Regions from separate parts of the Pan troglodytes genome. Here region 2 is linked to region 1. Evidence: chromatin contacts called from public Hi-C data. All regions are on one chromosome and are shown on one strand. The core of a region is the stretch at or near the end of the contact, and the rest is flanking DNA. Distances in the headings are between cores, read along the strand shown.

The links. Hi-C and Micro-C count contacts between places; a contact is called where the count stands out from the background.
Region 2: a contact with region 1 is called in a Hi-C map of stem cell-derived neural progenitor cells, with 5 times the contacts expected there. The contact joins the enhancer-like site here to the promoter of CDK6 in region 1. A contact is called at or near these places in 2 of 7 Hi-C or Micro-C datasets (blood and stem cell-derived neural progenitor cells), 1 of 1 datasets of contacts at active chromatin or transcription factors (stem cell-derived excitatory neurons) and 1 of 1 other capture datasets (stem cell-derived neural stem cells).

The regions. Positions count from the first base shown.
Region 1 is chr6:102,211,021-102,216,171 of NHGRI_mPanTro3-v2.0_pri, forward strand. CDK6 (cyclin dependent kinase 6) reads right to left here and starts at 2,438. Exons shown (of 8, transcript XM_003318579.6): 1 at 2,240-2,438. It overlaps LOC748709, which reads left to right. Exons shown (of 6, transcript XM_063815936.1): 2 at 552-653; 3 at 717-971; 4 at 1,063-2,325. The coding sequence ends at 1,833.
Region 2 is chr6:102,418,196-102,423,346 of NHGRI_mPanTro3-v2.0_pri, forward strand. LOC134810468 (a long non-coding RNA gene) reads left to right here and starts at 165. Exons shown (of 3, transcript XR_010158592.1): 1 at 165-322; 2 at 1,209-1,289. Within about 2 kb of position 3,201, at least 3 of the 24 cell types and tissues checked have an H3K27ac peak or open chromatin away from gene starts, as enhancers often do. A contact at or near this core is called in stem cell-derived neural progenitor cells, where this site is marked.

The DNA.
Region 1 (5,151 bases), core at 1,188-3,687:
TGCTGGGAGTGTGCGAGAAGGGGTGGTCAGACATCTGCTCAGAAATTGCTTTCTTTCTTTCTACTTTCAGTTTTTCTACGAGGAGACATTTAAAAACGACTCGCATACACAAATGGTCTTTTTGGGGTAAAGGAGTCTCGGTTGGAAACGGAATTCTCTCTCCGACTGGGAGGACCTCCCTGGTGGAAACCTTGGGAAGACCAGCCATCTGGTCGGGGAGGGTTGGGGCTAATGGGGGTGGGCGAGCGAGCGGTCCTGGGGGAGGGGAGACACCGTCCCCCACGGGATCCCAAGGGTGGGAGAAAGGGGTGTTCGCCACAATTTCGCTTGTCGTCTCCTTAAAGAATAACTTCAGGAAGGGGATAGCATAATCGCGCCTCGTCCTTAAGTTTTAAACTGATTTCGACCTGAGCAAAACTCAACCTCCCTTTCAAAGGGTGGGGGGGGGGGGGGGGTTAAATCCTGCGCCTCCAGGGGTGAGAGAGAAGGTCTCTGTCCTCGGGGCCCGGACTCGCGAACCTTTTCCCATTCCCAGGACCTCCCCGCTGTAGGTAGCAGAGGTGGCTGCCCCATTCCCCCTCCGGCTAAAGGCCCGGTCCAGTCTGCAGCCGGACGCCCCCGGAGCCCTCTGCACAACAAAGCGCCAGAGTAGGGTACCCTAACTTTCCCTCCCCATTCAGCAGCTATCTGGGACCTAGGGGGCCTCCCTCCTCCAGGGCCGCCGCGGCCTCGGCAGGACTTTCACCACGACGGCCGCATGTCCGGAATTCCCGGGGCACCTCGGAATTACCTGCCTCGCAACCGCTGGCCCGCTCGCCTTTTGCCAGGAATTAAACAAACGGCGCGACCCCCACGATGAGCGGGTGGAGCGGACCGCGGCGAGAGCAGAGCTTCTGGCACTCACTACATTCAGAACTTTCCTTAAAAGCCGAGGAAAGAGCCCCCAGGGACTGCCCAGGGGTCTGAGCCAGGTCGAGGGCCACACAGGTAGCCGGGGAGCCGCCGCCGGCCGTCCAACCCGCCTGTCCTGCGTCCCCCCAACCCCCTCCCGCTCGAGTCTAGCCCCGGGCTCCGCAGCGAAGGAAGCGTCGGGGACGTCCCACCCCCGCAGGGAACTGCGCCTGCTGCCCCCGCCGGGCCCCGCACTGCCCTGGCTCTCCCCCCACTCGCCCCCCAGACGGTCGGCTTCGGCGGAGAGAAACGGGAGCAGCAATGCCTTTTCCCCCCCTCTCCTCCACTTTTTTTTGTTGTTGTTGTTGCTTTCCCACGCTGGCTGAATGTGACTTGACCCCATTTCAAAAAAAGTTTGACATAGTGCTTCAACATTTCCGCATTCCTCCGCGACTACAAAGGCTGCAGCCGCCTCCTTCTGCTTTCTGTCTCTGCTCTCTGTCTTCACACTCAATGAAATCCTTCATGCGCCTCTCCCGAAGCCTGCCAAGCACCACAAGGGTCGCCACCAGCACAGCGACAAGAGGCCACACCGGGGACCGCGACTCCCGCGTGTGCGCACACGCAGATGCGCCCATATGCACACGGACGGGCGCGCTGCGGGGACCAGGACTGCTCACTGCGGGGCGTGTGTTTAACTCCAATATTTTAAATTATAAAAGTAAACTTGGAAACTACAGCAAACGTGCGTCTTCGCGGGGCTCCAAGCCTGGGCACTGGCCGGCTGCGTGCAATTTTCTGTGTATAACACGCCCGCAGGAAGCCTGCGTTAACATTTATCTCGTGGAGGGGAAGGTGGAGCCCACACCCACACCTCAGCGAGCTGGAGAGGGCGTTTTCGAGGGGGAAATGCAAGCACATTCTCCAGCATGGAGTCCCTAGAGGCAGTGCATTTTAAACCCTAAATGTGAATTATTATGTGAGTGTCCGAGTAGAGTTCCAGTTCCGTTTGGAGAAACTGTATGAGGAGTGTTCCGTGTGGGTGTGTGTGCGTACGGATACGTGGAAGCAGGATCTCGGTGTCGTGGGTGTCCCTAGGCTGGGATCTCCCCCTCTCATCAGATAAGGAGAATCCTCTAGCTCCCCAAAACTGGCCCCCATAACCAATCCCGTCTCAGTTCGTAAGGGGTTAACCAAAGCCGATTCCAAGGAAACACAGGCCCCCCCACCCCCCGCCACCCTCCACTTACCCCACCCACAGTTCTGCCTCGGACCCCGGCCAATCCCCCAGATCTCCCCCGGGACCCCCCACCCCGCAGCCCACCCACCCGAGCGCACAGCTCCTCACCTGAGGGGCCCAGTCGCGTCGGGCCTCCCGAGGGGGCTGCGAGTGTCAGTCGGCTCTCCGCACGTGTCCGCGGCCTCGCGGAGCAGGTATTCAGACTCTGGGGAAGGAGTTACCAGCACTCTCTCCGGCGAGGGGGTGGGCACAGCGGCGGAGGGCGGAGGGACGGCGGAGGGCGCCGCCCGCGCCGCTCGCTGGGGGCGGACGGGGGCCGCGGGGCTCCGGCCGGCGCTGGGGGCCCCAGCCGGGGAGGCAGCTGGGGCGACCGTGCGGGGTGGGGGCAGGGACCCGCGAAGCTAACTCTGCCGGAGACCCACCCCCCGGCGGGGCTGGGGGCTCGTGGCGCAGTGGCAAGAAAGTGTGCAAATTAAAGCCTTCCGGAGAGAAATGAGGCGGCCGAGTCCCGGCAGTGCTCCGAGCTCCGGGCTCCCTAGCTCCCTTCTACGAGTCGGGGGCTAGAAGGGCGCGGTGGGGGCGGGGGTGGGGGGGAGAGTTAAATGAAAATTTCCGGCTTTCACTGAAACTGTAGTAGGGGGATCCTGCGACTAAAATAAGCGGCATTAGTGGGAGAGAGTGGGATGTGTCGTCGGGAGTCGGCGGAGTTTCCAAACCCAGGGTCGCCCAGAGTTGGGGTTTTGACAGGGTGAAGCGGGGGGCATCCTCACTGTGTGACGTGGACGGATGGGAAAAACACAAAACAACCAACAATAATTATGAGCGGCCAATGGGGGTGGTAAATACCAATACTTTCCAAGAAACTGAAAAATCAGACCAAAAAATAACTCTTCTCTTAAAAAAGTAAAGAAAAAGTTTGGCAGGATGCCTTGCAGAAAAGAAAATACTAATCTATCCAAGCACTTTTTCACTTTCAGCATGAGCTACATTTGTTTTGTTTTCCTTCGCTTCCTTTCTGCCTCACAAAGCCCTGTCTTTTCCTTTTAGACAGAGGATATGGTTTGGAAATTGTCAGGCACTCTTATGGTTAACGATCTACTTGAAGGGGCTGGCGGGTTCACAATTATTAAGTGGTTAGTAACTGCTGAGGGTTCACTAACGTATTTCAGAGGAGCTAAAAAGACTAAAATTTAGTGTAAATAATAGAACTGCAGATAGTAGATACATACACAAAAAGAGGAGTGCTCAGTTTAAATGCATTATTGGAAATCTGAAATTTGAAACCTTGTAAGAATGTATACTTTACCTGCTGAGAAACCCTTGAATACAATTATTTCAGGTGAAAATGAGATTTTGGAGAAAAAAAAGTCTTTAAAACTTTCTACAATGGAGTAAAAGAAAACTAGAAATAGCTGTCTTTTTGGAAAGAATTTGGTGTTCTCCCCAAAATCTGTATCTGTAGAATACTTGAAACCCTTTAAAACATCTTAAAGCAAAACTTTTCACAAAATTATTTACTTAAGTGCTTTGTAGAAAAATTAAAACCTGGCAAAATTCTGTTTGAATTGGAAATACTACTTCTATAAATCTTTTGACTTTAAAACCATGTTACTAATCTCACAGTAAATCAAATTTTTGCCCTTATAAAACTGATTCTATGTTATAGTGTGAGGTAAGGCTAGGGAAATAAAAATTGATGCATTCTCAGTAGCACATATTTTGCAATGCATTATAATACTTTTTTCTTTAAAAATAAAAGTGAATAATTGTATGTCTTTAAGCTTAAGATAATTCATAAAATACATTTGTGTTAAGAGCATGTCTTCTAAAATAAGATCTAGTTTTCTGAACAAAATTTGTATTTATAAAGCTATCTATAATCTCGTATACCTTATAAATTTAAGAAGGCAAATCATTAGATTTTATATTTACATAAAAATATTGGATCACTACAAGTCACTAATTAGACTTTAAGCCAGAGACACAAGTGGGAATCCTCCATTTTGATAATTGTTCACACTTATCATTTGCCTTTTAAAACAAGATTTACTTGCTGGTAATTAACATGTTTATATAATCCAGAAATAATTGCCAGCAAATAGGAAGCAGCACATCATGGCTAGAATTTATTTGAATAAATCATTTATTAAAAAAATAGTAAGCTACAGATATTAAATTAACAGAGAAGTGTCTTTTCTACACTGGGTTGAATTTTTAGTTACTGAATTTGACAACAACCATTGCTAGATCAGAAATTCCATGATTTAGGTTACTAGATCATTTGGACAATGTAAAAAACAATGAAACTTTATTTAATTATATATGTTAGTACTGAGTGTTAACTCTCTGTCCTCTTCTTTTCCTGATACTGCTATCTTTTATGTTAAGTTATCATTGTTCACTCTTCCTGCTTATGGTTCACATTAAGTCCCAGTTGGTGAAAGCTTCAGACCCAAGGCAGTTTTACAATTGATTGTATAAAATTAGTAAATACCAGATTATTTTTGTTTATGGATAACTTCTGCTGTGGGTAACAGGTTATCATAAGAAAATATGTTCAAACTTTTTAAACTGTGAACCAAATTCCAACTTCTTTGTTTAGGAGTCTTCTGAGAATTAATATATAGAACTCAAGAATAATGACTCCAACCAGTATTTTCACACTACATACCAGATATTCTAAAGTTGCAAATCATCTTACAGGTATTTAAAAATTACATTTCATGGACTTATTTCCAAATATGGTGGTGTAACTTACACTGAAAGACTTCTTAATGTCACACAAGGAATGTATTTCATGTGTGAACATTTATATATCAAATACCTGTACAATTTTGTTTTCACTGAAATAAACATAAAATTTTAAATTCTGGTCTATAATTTTTAACTTGTTAAGGAAATGTGTAATTTAGTTACAAATAATAATTATATAATGTACACCTAAATCTAATTCATTTCTGATTTATATTGGCTATTTGAGTTTATAAAATATATTTTCCAGAAACTCAGAAATGAGATTT
Region 2 (5,151 bases), core at 1,951-4,450, 210 kb after region 1:
AATAAGTGAATGGATAAAGGAATGACTCTAGACCCAATCAGTAAGAATGTGAGGTGACTTTCAAAAAGAATATACAATAAAAGAAAGCAAGATAGAAAGGAGATCAAAGTGAAGGAAAAATACTTCTTTATTTTCAATTTCAGTGCTTGAGAAATAGAGCCAAATATAGCTACTGGTTGTAGCAACTACTGCAGTCTCCTTAGCTACAGAGAAGCCATGACTGCTTCTGTGCTGCTCATCAAGATTTCAAAGTTACAAAGTGAACCCAACTCCATGCCCAGTTCAGTTACAAAGTTGGAGACAGAGTTGTGCACACCTACAGGTATGTTATCTGAAAGAAGACATTGTGAGAACATAGAGCCTCATGACTTTGAAAAAAATACATTATACATCAAAATGCAATTTTTAATGAGTCTGCTTTCTGTTCCTATAAGCCAACTCCAACTCACTGCTTTGCAACTTGAGCCTTTATTCTTTATGCAACACTTATACTTCATTTCGTGCTGCCTTTCCCTTCTCAGTTGACAGTTCCAGTTTCCACAGAGGCAAAAAACAAAAACAAAAACAAAAAACAACAACAAAAACAGCTGCATTTAAATATATATTTAAAATTTATGATATATATGCAAGGATGTTTATGGCAGCATTATTGATATTACTGAAGAATTTGGGATAACTTTAATGACCATAAATATGGGAAGGACTAAATAAAACACCATACACTGATATTCTGGAATATTATGGAGCCACTACAAATAATATAATACTGGTATTAAAGGCTATTCATGATTATATTTCTGAGTAAAAAGGAAGTTATAGAACAATATGTTTAACAAGATCCCATTAAAAAGAAGCGATCCTCTCTCTATAGGTACATTAAATGTATATTGCATGTATACAAGCATATGCAATACACACATATATTTTATACACATATATATATTATACAGTATATGTGTTTGTGTGTTTAAAAAGACTGGAAAGATACTTGTTGGATTTGTAAGTGATTATTCCAGGGGAGTGGGAATGGAGGTAATTTTTACTTTTAATTTTAAACATTTTGGTATTGTTTTCTTTAACAAGAAGGTGATACATTAATAATTCAAAACTTTTTTTAAAGATAGAGCATATCTGCTATTGAGAGTGTACTTTGTAAGTGATGTCCATTTTTTTTCTCTTTCTCTCTCTCTCTCTTTTTTCTTTGGTAGAGATGGGGTCTTGCTATACTGCCCAGGCTGGTCTAAAATTCCTGCCCTCAAGCAATCCTCCTGTCTTGGCCTCCTAAAGTGGTAAGATTACAGGCATGATCCACTACACCTGGCTGGATGTCCATTTTTATGTATCTTCTCTAAAAATGCATTATGTGTACAACTGGGTCTTCGGTATCTGACTTTTCATCCCAGGCTCAAATGTTTCCTAGACTCTTAAACATGCCATTGTCACTTCTGAAGCATAGAAAAGGCACAGAGAGATAAAATGATTTTTAAAAAATCATCATCCAAGTTCTTGATAGTGGTAATTCAACAAACTAAATCATAATTAATATTTTGCTTAGCCACCGATGAAGTGATATCAAATCTTATTAAATATGATTAATTAAAGCATTGTTGTAAATAAACACAAATCACTGACCACCTCAAAGCCTTTGCAGCCACTTTTGAGAAGTGCAGCTCTAAGACTGACTTGGATTTTTCCACTCCCAGTCTCATCCTCAGACAGCCCAATTACTGGGAAACACAAGGCTGAATTTGAAATTATTTTATGGGGGCGATTTTTCTGTCCCCTTACCCCCAGTTTCAACTCAATTAAGGATGCTTTCTTGTTTGGCGATTGCCTGATTGTGGGATATCTTCATATAAATTCCCCCAAAATGGAATCATGGATAGATATGTTGTAACAAACTGTACATTCCCTGATGTTTGCTTTTTTCGAAAATGCGTTAGTTCTACCTTCTTTTTAAAAATTCGTTAATTCATTTATTTCTGCAAAGAGGGAGCGCCTTTAAGTCAACACACACACACACACACACACACACACACACACACACACACACACACACACACACACACGAATACCCAGGTACTCAGGTCCATGCAGTCAGTCATTTACTAAACCAATCTAGGCCGGAGAGACTGTCATCCTTCAGCCCTACAAAGGGGCTCAGTGTGTGCATCTTGCGCGGAATTAGTGCAGGCAAACAGTTCCTGGAAGGGTGAACAGCTAGCTCATGTGTAAAATGATCGCACATCGGTTCCCCAGCTGCCGCAGCCCAGCGCCGGAGCCGGAGAGGCCAGGGAAGAGCCTTCCCCCGAGGCCAGCCAGGCAGAGACGCGGGAACATAAAACACATTCCAGCGGTTGGCATCTGGGCGCGCAGCTGCCAGGCGCAGCCACTGTGTGGCCGCGGGGGCTGCGGGGCGGGCGGGGGCAGAGCAGGTCCGGCGCCAGGCCTGCAGAAAGCGGCCTGCGGGCCAGTTTGGCTCTGCAGGCTGTGGCCTCATTACTGAGAGCAACAGTTTTATCTAGAAAGTGTGCTGTGGGGGATTTTGGAATCCTCCTCTGGGGCGAGGGCTTGGGGAGTAGCTTTGGCACTCCCAAGGCTCTGGGGTCGGGGAGCATTCCATGTACCGTGGTGTTCATGACTCAGGCAAAAGGGAAACCCCAGAATTACCACAAAGCTATCCCAATCCTGGCTTGGCATCAGCAATCAGCTAAAAGCAATGTTTTCATTTAGCATTTAGGAGTGCACGTTTGTGTCTGTGTATGCGTATGCATATTTTTAAGAATGAATTCTACCGATTTTCATCTTTGCAAATAGATTGGGGGTTGGGGGTAGACGGCCGGTAATGCCTATTAGAACTTCAAGGGATTGGTTTTCACATGAGAGAGCTTCAGAAATGAGAAATCGCTGAAATTATCTGGTAGCAGTTTCTGAGGGACATTTACCGTGGATTCACTTTTACATTTCAGTTCATTTGAAAGCCAGTATGGTTAAATTAACCAAAATCTAAATTAAAAAAAAAAAATTCCACGATTCTTCCAGGCCTACTTCACATCATCAAACCAGGCCCTGCTGGAGGCCCCATTAAAATGGCAGCTCCCACTGAGAGAGAGACAAAAGCCCCCTCTCTGAATGGGGATGCTGAAACAGTGATGGACTCTCAGAACTGCTTTTTTTTTTTTTTTAATCCATTAAAAAAAAGTTACCTCTGCATTGACTGTGAGAGAGTATTTATTTCGCTCTCCACACTGTGGGAAACAGAGGCGTTCTCCCTTATAAGGACACCCAGACCTTCTTGGGAGAGGAGAGAAATATGAATCCATAACATGGCTGAACAAATTCCTCCTCGCAACTGAACTCATGGAATGTTTCAGACGTGAACAGCTTAATTTTGGTGTGGTCTGGGACAAATTAATATGACTCAAATCCCACCTCACAGAGGAAGCATCTCCTGATGAAGTGGGTGGGGTGAGTACACTCACTTCCTTCAAAATTCTGTCTAACAATCATCTCTATTAAATTTCAATATGTCTCACCCTCTCCCCAGCAAGAAAAAAAAAACAAATAGGGAAATCAAGAACAAACTAAAAATATATCTAAAAAGCCTAACTGCAAAGTGGTCAGCAAATGATTATGTGAAATTTTAGGCTGTATGAATGATAATGAGTTTGTATACAACAGAATAAAAGCTTCTAGAGGGTAGTCCAGAAACTTTGTATTTTGGGAGTGAATACATTAAACAAGATCACTCTTCTAGGTTCTCATGAAATCCCAGTTATCGTTATTCCAACCCAGAAGGCTTAGGGATGAACAAGGACATATCATTCTTTTCTTCCAGAGGATGAACTGGACTTTTCACCTTAACATTTAATCGGACACCACTCTTTTCCCATAGAGGTGCTCAGTCTCTAGCAGGGAAGGACATTTATACATGAAAATGAACTGTAATGTTATCCTCTCCAGGACTAAATTTATTTACTTTTGTAAAATGGGAATAATTTCTTCACGCTTTCAAAGTGGAAAAATGATTGCTAGCACATATGGGAGTAGATTCTTGAGTGAAAGTTACTATAAATATTAAATATACAGTGGGATTTAGGAACCCACTTGCATGTGGCTCACACACATTACCTTATATTTATAGAAGGCAGTGGTGAGAAAGATTACTTTTCAATGATCAAAAATAGAAATCACGTTTATTTGGCTTTGAACTGCATCATATGCTTGTTCTTTCTACATATTTAGCATGTAATTATGTTTGGGTTTGGTTTGTGTTAAAAATTAGATTACATTTCCTGAACCACTGATAATCAGCAGAAGTTCTTCAAGAAGCAAGATGGGTTGTTAGGCACTTTGAGGTGGAATGCCAGCCAAGATGCCATTTTTGAGATGCCCCTGGGCTCTATAAGCACAGGAGACCATTAGAAACCATGAAATGCTGACAAACCCAGTGTGATAATACCACTCTGTGTGACAATCTCTGTAGTGGTAGAGGCTGTATATGTACTCTAGAACAGTGCTCCCATTCTAGAGTGGGGTTCTCAGAACACATGTCCCTTTCCAGATGCATCTGCTATACATAGTTTTTCTATAAGAACACTATTTTGATCAAGAATCAATAGGAGAGACATTTAATTTAATATCACTGTTAAGAGCCTTTGAAAAATGCTTATTAATAAAAGATACAAATTTATGCATCCCCTTTTCATTACAAGAATCATACACCATCAGAGGTAAAAGGAACATCCTTCAGAACTGGTTTTCAAATGCTTTTTTTGACTTGAAATAGACTCCTTTTAAAAATGGAATAAAAAGAAATAAAAGTCTACATGGCATTCCAATATGTAAAATAATACCAGTATGTCTTACTGAACAGGGGAAATACATAGGGTTTCAGAAGTTCATTTTGAAAATCACTGTGTTAACATGTTTCCTAAACTTCCTGAAAAAGAAACTATATGAATCATCTCAGGATGCAAAGGAATAGTAACAAACACAGAAATCCTAAAATATCGGGGAAATGGTATCATTATACTAAGATGGCACCTACTCGTATACAGATGAAGAAATGGGAGCCTGATTGTTTGCAACAAATGGCCAAAGGCTGCACAGCTCCTTTAGGACAAATTCAGGACCCAAATTCAATGTTTT